Linked DNA regions of Zea mays: region 2 is linked to region 1. A link is a contact called in public Hi-C data. All regions are on one chromosome and are shown on one strand. The core of a region is the stretch at or near the end of the contact, and the rest is flanking DNA. Distances in the headings are between cores, read along the strand shown.

The links. Hi-C and Micro-C count contacts between places; a contact is called where the count stands out from the background.
Region 2: a Hi-C map of leaf mesophyll shows a contact between it and region 1, with 4 times the contacts expected there. The contact joins the promoter of LOC109944062 here to the promoter of LOC100194177 in region 1. A contact is called at or near these places in 5 of 25 Hi-C or Micro-C datasets (endosperm, leaf, leaf mesophyll and 2 more).

What each region holds. Positions count from the first base shown.
Region 1 is chr2:199,617,677-199,622,209 of Zm-B73-REFERENCE-NAM-5.0, forward strand. It overlaps LOC100194177, which reads right to left and starts at 1,969. Exons shown (of 18, transcript NM_001359419.1): 1 at 1,632-1,969; 2 at 1,493-1,528; 3 at 1,298-1,395. The coding sequence starts at 1,844.
Region 2 is chr2:199,898,229-199,902,284 of Zm-B73-REFERENCE-NAM-5.0, forward strand. LOC109944062 (ankyrin repeat-containing protein At5g02620) reads left to right here and starts at 2,123. Exons shown (of 4, transcript XM_020548529.2): 1 at 2,123-2,644; 2 at 2,734-3,427. The coding sequence starts at 3,019.

The sequences.
Region 1 (4,533 bases), core at 719-3,218:
TGTCATATACACACTACCATCTTGCAATCATCACCATTTCCATAACATCCAAACAATCCTGAGGGTAGTTGCCCCTTGCCATGGTTTAAAAGGCGTCGCCTAGGCGTCCAGGCGCCAAAACTTTCTAGACGTCGGCACCACCTTGCCCCAGGAACTTAGGGTGTCCGCCTTGGAGGACTAGGCATGTAAGGCGTCGCCTTCCACCGCCTGATAGGCGCCTTGAGCCCCAAAAATCTGGGCCGACCGAGAACTCGAGTACTGGCGGCCGGTGAAGGCGCGACATCGGCAAGTTTTCGGCAGGCGTGGCACCGGGCGGGCGGCGCGGGCGCGACACCGAGGTACCGACGCGGCCGCGTCCCTAGGGATCCTACGGCGGGCACGCCTCTGAGGAACTGGTGTCGGGCGTGGCACCTGGCCACCTGCTTCCTCTCCTCTCCATGGGCGGCGGGTACCGAAGGTCCAAGCATCCTCTCCTATCCTCCCCTGCTTACCTTTCTTCCTCCCCTGGCTTGTATGACGTCGCCTAGGCATCTAGGCAGTGGCTCAACGCCTAGTTCCGCCTTATCGCCTTTTAAACCATGTCCCTTGCTTCCTCTCTTTTACAACATATGCTTGAACTGCTAGATCCGAAGTCAGTGACCCCGCATTGGCCTATCTCTAATGATGAATCCCAACCGCCCAAATTGTCAGTGAATGAAATCTCTCTAACCAGTAACCTCGAGCTCATACAAAAAGTAAGTAACAAGTTTCATTCATAAAAAGTTTTCCCTTGAACCTACCGTGTTTAACATTATTTAACATGTATGCACTATCAAGTATTCGCTCCATTTAAATTATAAGATGTTTTGGCTTTTCTACACACGTAGCTTTTGTTATGCACTTAGATATATACATCTCTAGATGCATAAGCAATGTATCTAGAAAAGTCGAAGTATAGAGCCAGTACGCTCCCACACGACTACACGAGTGGTGCCCAGAAAAAAGATATCTAGAAAATTCAAAATATTTTATAATTTGGAACATAGGGATTACTACTTTACAATGAATCTGAATTCCGTGCAATAAAAAACCCACCCCAGCCAGTTAATATTTTCGCCCAAAGCACGACCAATTTGCTCTCTGGGCGTATGTCCCAAAGGGAAGATAGAACATGGAGGCTAAGCAAATTACAGTGTCCAAGAATTCTCAGAATGATAAATATGCTAGAAATGGAACTACTTGGAAAGATATGTACAGTTAATTAAACAACTGAAATCGTCCAAATAACAGGTTCAAAGTATTGAATCAATGTGATCACCTGAAACGCTTCTCTGCACCACAAGTGATCAATGCATACGGGTCAGATGTCCCATTTAAGTTCGCCGCCATCAAATTCCTAGCAGCCAACAATTCTAGCTGAACAGACACATCCAATCCAAGTCATAAACCATCCAGAACAACTGCCGGCAGCACGACACAAAAAAATGGAGGCCAAAAGCTGATCACTGATCACCTTCAGTACATACGCAGAACGGCCGCTCGCACCCCCCTTGAACACATCCATCAAACGGGAGATCAATACATCAGCATCCGTGATCACCAGCAACCGTATGATCCGAATTCTCGGAAACCCAAACAGACGCAGCCGTTACCTTGTTGGTGCCGTCTAGCCCCCGCACGAGGAGCTCGTCGGCGTCGCCCGCCGCTGCAGCCTGGAAGGGGCGCGGGTTGAGGAGCTCGTACGCAGCGTAGAGCGCGACGAGGATCATCGCGGCGGCGCACGTGACCTCGATCTCCCAGCAGGTAGGGAGGAGGAACCCGAGCGCCGCCACCGCAGGGGTCGACCCCGCGGCCTGCGGCGCCATGCCGCCTGCGCCCGACCCCGCGCTCACGAGGAGGGTGCGTGCCGCGCCCTAGTGTTTCGGGAGCGGTACGGTATGGGCGCGTACGCGAGGGGCATGGGGGGCGGGGCCGCGGGGGAAAGGGGGACGACCGGGCGAGGAAGAAATGGTAGGAGGCCTGGAGGTGGTAGTTTTATGCAGCAGGGACGTCGGACGACGAGGCGGAGAAGGTGGGAGACTGGGAGCCGTCGGGCCGTCGGGTCGGACTCGCGGAGTGCCGGAGTGGGTAGGCCACCCTGTAGAGGGCCGAGTCCAGTGGGATCCGTCTGCCGTCTGCGGAGGCCGGAGATACGGACTTCGAACGCTGGTTCGATGAGCCCACGGGCCACGACGACGCCTGCGCCGGTAGACCTGGCCACCTGGGTACACTGGTTGTCTGAAACAGGCGTACAGCGACCGACGGGCCTGTCAAAGTAGAAGCCGCTTCCTTTGGTACCTTTTCAATTTTTACATTTAAAATATTCAAAATTTTAAAACGATACTCCGAAACTGTAATTTTATCAAGAGGAGTTTACTGGGGGTACCTAAGACAAGCCAAGATTTCCGAGCGCGTCGGCGATGGATCTAAAGGTGCCAAGAAGTTTTTTTTTCTCTTTTGTGTTAAAGCCATGGTTGACATCAAGTCTACGATGATTAGCGTGATATCTCTAGTTTGGCACGCCAATTGTCGAGGAATATTCGCAACGAGATGTCTCGGTGATTTAGACAAGTTCGTGCTATCAATGTGAAATAATACCCAATATAATGAGATGATTTGCAATCTTGCGCTCGAATCCTCCTTACATAGTCTAAGGAAGGATGATAACTACAAAAAAAAAGTTATTTGTTCAATCACCGGATAAAGAATATGGATTGATCTAGTCGAGTATATTCCTAAATATAAATATACTTATCTCTATCTTATCATCCAATTCTTAGCATATTTATATGGATATCGATCTTATCTTTTCTAATTTGGTAGGATTATGACGTAATGTATCTTCTTGTGGTGGGTCAAGTTTATTGCTGACATTTGAGTTGAGTCCTGCTGAGTCCCTAGACACCGTGGTCAAACTCTCAAACCTACCTATCAGGATTTTATTTGTAAAGTTGCTCTTAAATAACACTGGTATATATTGATCTAAAATTTATTTGGTTTAATTTTAAAAATATGGGCCACCTCTGTATTAAATCTAACATAAACTAAACTAAGCAAATAGCTAAGTCACAACGCTTGTCCCAGGAACCGAATGACCTTGAGATCCTTTGTCGAAGCACAATGAGTTCCCGTGAAGATATGATGATCTTCGCTCACACAGCAAGAGCAACAGAGGAAAGGGAGCTTCTTACGTTGACATTGTTACGTTGTTAGAGACGTAAAACTCTCAATTATTAGATGATTTTTAAGTATAACAGATAACTAAGAGAATATATGATATTATGATACAATTACGAACTTCTAGATCATAAATATACTTAGAATGCAATATATAGAGAGAGTCGTGTAGAGACATGCTGTGATACTTTCTCTAGTCCTGTTGATTTTATAGTTTTTTATAATAATGTTGTACATATCCTCGGCCGTTCTATCTTGTCGTCTATAATTTAAACCTTCATTTATATACAGTATATGAACAGTATTTTGTATACACACTGTTGACGCCTTTTCGGAGCGCCAAACACTCAACAAGAACCGTGGAGGTGCCCTCTGCACAGGGGCGGACGGTCCGCGCGCGGGGCCGGACGGTCCGCGGCCTGGTGCGAGGCGCGGTGGTACTCTCTGCGCAGGGGCGGACTGTCCGCGGCCTGGGGCCGGACGGTCCGCGGCCTGGTGCGCGGCTAGGGCTTCTCTGTCTGACGGCCGGACGGTCCGCACGTGCGCAGGGGCGGCGGAAGTCGCCGACGGCAGCCTGGATCTCGCTCCCGGGAGGGACCCCGTCGGGGAGGAGAGATCCTAAGGGTTGTCTAGGCTCGGGCTGGCCGACCTAGACTCCTCTAATCGACGTAGAGCCGAAGAGAGACGAATAATTTGGGGATTGGATAGCTAAACCTAAACTAGACTAGAACTACTCCTAGGATAAAATGCGAAATAGAAGTTGTATTGATTCGATTGATGATTACAAATCGGCCGTATACCTCTCTATTTATAGAGGAGGGGGGCTGGACCCTTTACAAACTAATTTCCGAGCTTTTCCCGCGATTTTAGCTAACAACCGTAGCACAAAACTCGGAACCCTAATCTGCTCTGCGCATGCGCGGACAGTCCGGCCCACAGGCGCGGACCGTCCAGACCGCGGACCGTCCGGCCTCAGGGCCGGACAGTCCGCCGGCTCATTTTTGGTTCGAACATATGCCCCCCTGCCTTTTGGTGGAGCTGGGCGAACCAAAAGCAACTAACTCGATGTGATCACATCGGTTTTCTTAGGCATCTTGCCACATACTAGGATGGTACTGTTTGAGGAAACGCCCATTCAAAGCCTTAGGTAAATCCTTGCCTTGTAATGTTTGTAGTAAATAAGCGTTACCAGACATCACCTGTTTCACTTTATAAGGACCCTCCCAGCTTGGCGACCATTTCCCGAACTTTCGGTCTTTATTCCTTAGAGGTAGAATGGTCTTCCACACCAAGTCTCCTACTTGGAATGATTTTGCTTTGACCTTCTTGTTGTAGGCC
Region 2 (4,056 bases), core at 873-3,372, 280 kb after region 1:
CAACGAACAAAGCCTCAACAAAATATCTAACTAACCGAGTGACAAGTACATGCAAAATAATTACAATTGCATGATCCACCGCCGCTTGTCCGCTCGCTAACCTTGTTGTAAAGCACAAAAAAAAAAAGTGATGACAAGCAGCACGATACAAATGGATGTCTAAAAAAAGATGGTAGAAGGAGGTAAAGCAGGTGGTGTGGAGTGTGGACAAGCAAATATTATTTCAAAGGTATGTTTCAAGCTTTGAGTTGGTTATTTTGTTGAATTCTCTCATTGCCTCTCCCTGGTCATTGTACTTCTCTCAACAGCTGGAAAGCAAGGTTACTTTGCTCCCAGCACACACTCCGCCTAGCGTTCACACCAGCGTTCACTTTCTCGGACCGGGATCAACGGATTTAGGTGATTTATTTCGTTTTCGTTACTCGCCGAAAATCGAATTTCGTTCCGGATTTAAGTAGATTTCGATTTAAAATATAAAAGTCAAAATTTGGTCAACAAAACAAAATTCTTATCTATGCAAACGAAATTATAGACCCCGGTACACACACAAAAAAAGGCCCTTGAAAACAATATATCAAGCCATGGTTCTGCAGAGAATTTTGTTAATCTCATGGAGATTCATTATTTAACCAAGGGGGTTAGAATAGGAAGATCACATTATAAAGAGTATAGTCTCTGAGAGGTTTTCTTACCTTTTTATATTGATAATATAGGGTTAGATATTTATAGTCCAAAGATTCAAACTCTTAAAAAAAATTATAACAACTAAATTTGGGTTAAAAAGTCAAACAAATTATAAATTGAAACATAGGGAGTAGATGTGGTCTGTTTGTTTAGAATCATATCTTATACTAGCTCTATTCTTGAATACTTATCGTCCCATAGTTCATTTTTGGACTAAACCACGACAAATAAAAAAGAACGAAGGAAGTATTAATGATAAGGCAACATATCATGGTACATTTTTAGCATTAGGAGAATTTAGAAGTGGCGTTGAGCGCTCGTCTAACTTGTGTAATCACTTAGGCTTTGTTCGGTTACAATGGATCAAATCATGGGCGAAGCCAGACCTTATTTTGGGGTCAACCGACTTCGATAATTTTCTGAACATCCAATGGAAAAACGGTGTTAATAACAAGAGTTTTATAATAAAGATCCAGTAGATAATATTGATGACCCCGATAGAATATTGCTAGCTTCGCTACTGGATGAAACCCCACTATAGATTTAATCTATGTCTGGATTAGGTGAATCCATACCTCACACTCAATCCTATGGTGAGATTAAATTTATTATTAAAGGTAGTTATTTTTTATCTATGGATTCTATTATAAACTTGTGCAATATCTTTATGGATTTATTCCATACCTAATGAGTTATAGATAGAACTCATGCTTTCTATAGTTTAAAAAAAACCCTAAATCCTTGGGTTATAATCCATCACGGGTTTAACCGAATAATTTTTTTATGTAGACTTGGATTATTTTGGGACATGGATTGTGACATAGATTTAATTTCAATCTATACTGATTCAAAGCTGGATTAGTGTAGACGAACAATATCTTATATGGTGCAAGTCTACAACCAAACCCTAAACATCTAATTTATATCCAACTATATCTGCTATTTTGTATTTTTATCCTCTTGCATCACCTTGCATTTATTCTGCCCGTGGGATATTATAGATAGTTTAATATATCCAAATAAATTATTGCAGCACGGTCATAGGTCCCTGACTGTTGTGGCGCCGACGGAGGCGCACATCGATGGCGTCGGGCCGTCGGCTGGCTCCTTCTCCTTCCAAGTTGTCGTGGGTCTGCAGGAGTCTCGCTTCACGCCTGGCGGCCTCCGCCCTCCGGAGTCCGGAGTCGTTTGAGCAGGAGCATGTTTTCCTAAGTTTGTTATTGAGGCATGGTGCGTCCACGGTCCACCCGGACTTTTACGCACTGACATTGGTGATCGTGAAACGACTGATTTGATGTCTAGAAATAAACATTTGTTTGAGATTAAATCTGGTTGTTTAGAATGTTGCAGCGGTAGTCTATAAAAATAAAATACTATAGAAATAGTAGATCAGATCAGTATAGATTAAAGTTAAGTGCAGATACTGTGCGTACAAAAATTCTCCAACGAAATTAGCACTTAAAAACAACAAACTGCAGAGGCTGACTGACAAAACCAGCTTGACAGCAAAGTACTGCGAAGAGATATAGAAGTAATGCAAAAAGTTTGCCTTTTTAACGCAAGGAAGAGCCGAAGGAGGAGGTAGCAAAGTCGCACAATTATTCCGTCACGGGTGAAAATAGAAAAATCAGGTGCCGGAGACTACCGAACGTGTGCTCGCTTCCTTCAGCCGTCGTCGTCCTCGTCTCCTCGATGATAAGAAGGGGAGGTGGATCACTCGAACCTAATAAGTGAGCTTCCAGGCCGGGGAGAGGGACTGGCCGGCGGACCGCCGATGGAAAACTTTGGAGGCTCCTAACTTCCAAGATACCAACTAGCTCCCAGCCTCCCACCGTCTTCTTTCCACCCTTGGCTGATGCTAGGGAGATGGGATTTTTGGAGCTCTAAGACAAATAGTTCTGCTCCTTGCGCCCTGCGTGTTCTTGATCTGGCCTCTAAGTTTGTTGGCTGTTTTCTCGTGGTGAGGAATTATCTTCCTTGTTAGGTGATAAGACGTTTTATAGTTCTCCTTGAAATTTATGCATGCTAATTTATTGATTCCTTTTGCAGTTTGAGGTGATATCTCGATTCTAAAAAGCTACCAGATTTCTTCTCCCTGTTTGTATGGACAAATTTGGGAATGAACCCTAGTCTGTGTGCAAAGCAGCCAAATTGGTGTTCTTGCGGATCAAAGCTAAAGCTGCAGCAGTTGGTGAGGATACAAGAGATGCAGGGAGAAACAAGAGAAGGGCTTGTTAGATTCTGCAGAGACACTCTTATTGGTTGATATTTTTTCCATCAACTCCGGCCAGATTTGCGGAACCTCGCAATTTTAGGAGCCATTTGATCTTGGACATGGAGAAGCAACCCAGCGTGCGACATGGTGCCCTAGAGAAACTGAAGAGCTTCCGGGGGATGGAGAAGCAGAGAAGCTTCAAGTTCTTGTCCATGGAGAAGCAGCAGAGCTTCAAAAGGAACAAGGACAGCCCTGGGAAGCGGGGTGACACCGCGCTCCACCTCGCGGCGAGAGCTGGCAGTGTCGCACATGTTCAGAAGATCCTTGCGGAGTGTGATCCAGAACTGGTGGTGGAGTTAGCTGGCCGCACGAATCAAGACGGCGAGACTGCGTTGTATGTGTCTGCTGAGAAAGGGCATGTTGAGGTTGTGTGTGAGATTTTGAAGGCTTCGGATGTGCAGTCAGCCGGGATCAAGGCCAGTAACAGCTTCGATGCATTCCATATTGCGGCAAAGCAGGGCCATTTGGGTGAGCTTTCATTCCTTCATAATTAAATAGTCGAGTTTTAGGTAGTGTGAATTGGAATTCTTTTATATACGGATTCACTGGTTTGTACTGGCAGTTCTGTGATCTTCTGTAGTACTCATTCTGCTTGCAATTGGTATGTTTATAAAACTTGACTTGTATCTTATTGACTTCTGCAAATCTCTATGACCATGAACTGTTTCCCTCATTTATTTTCCTTCAGGAACATGGAGTATTAAAACAGTGACACTGAGTCCCTGATTTCCTTTTGCTCAGATGTCTGATAAATTTACTAGGCTGATCTGGTCTAGATTACATCCTAGCATTTCTTTCTTTCTTGGTTTTACAGACAAATTGTTGATTTCTCTGAGTTGGCAATTTCTATTTTTCTACAATCTTGCCATGCTATTGTGTCTAAATCAAAGAACTGACAATCCTATATCTAGTGACGAGATATGCTCCCTAGTACTTGTCTGCTCAGCTAGGAACTTTCACCAGACCAATTAGGCTATGAATTTCTGATATTTGAGTTAGTATGCTGTGTTTTTTTAATGAAAACTAGTCAGTATGTTGTGTTGAAGAGCAAACTACTACACAGTTGTTATTTAATCTTGTTTTTTTTCTTCAAAACT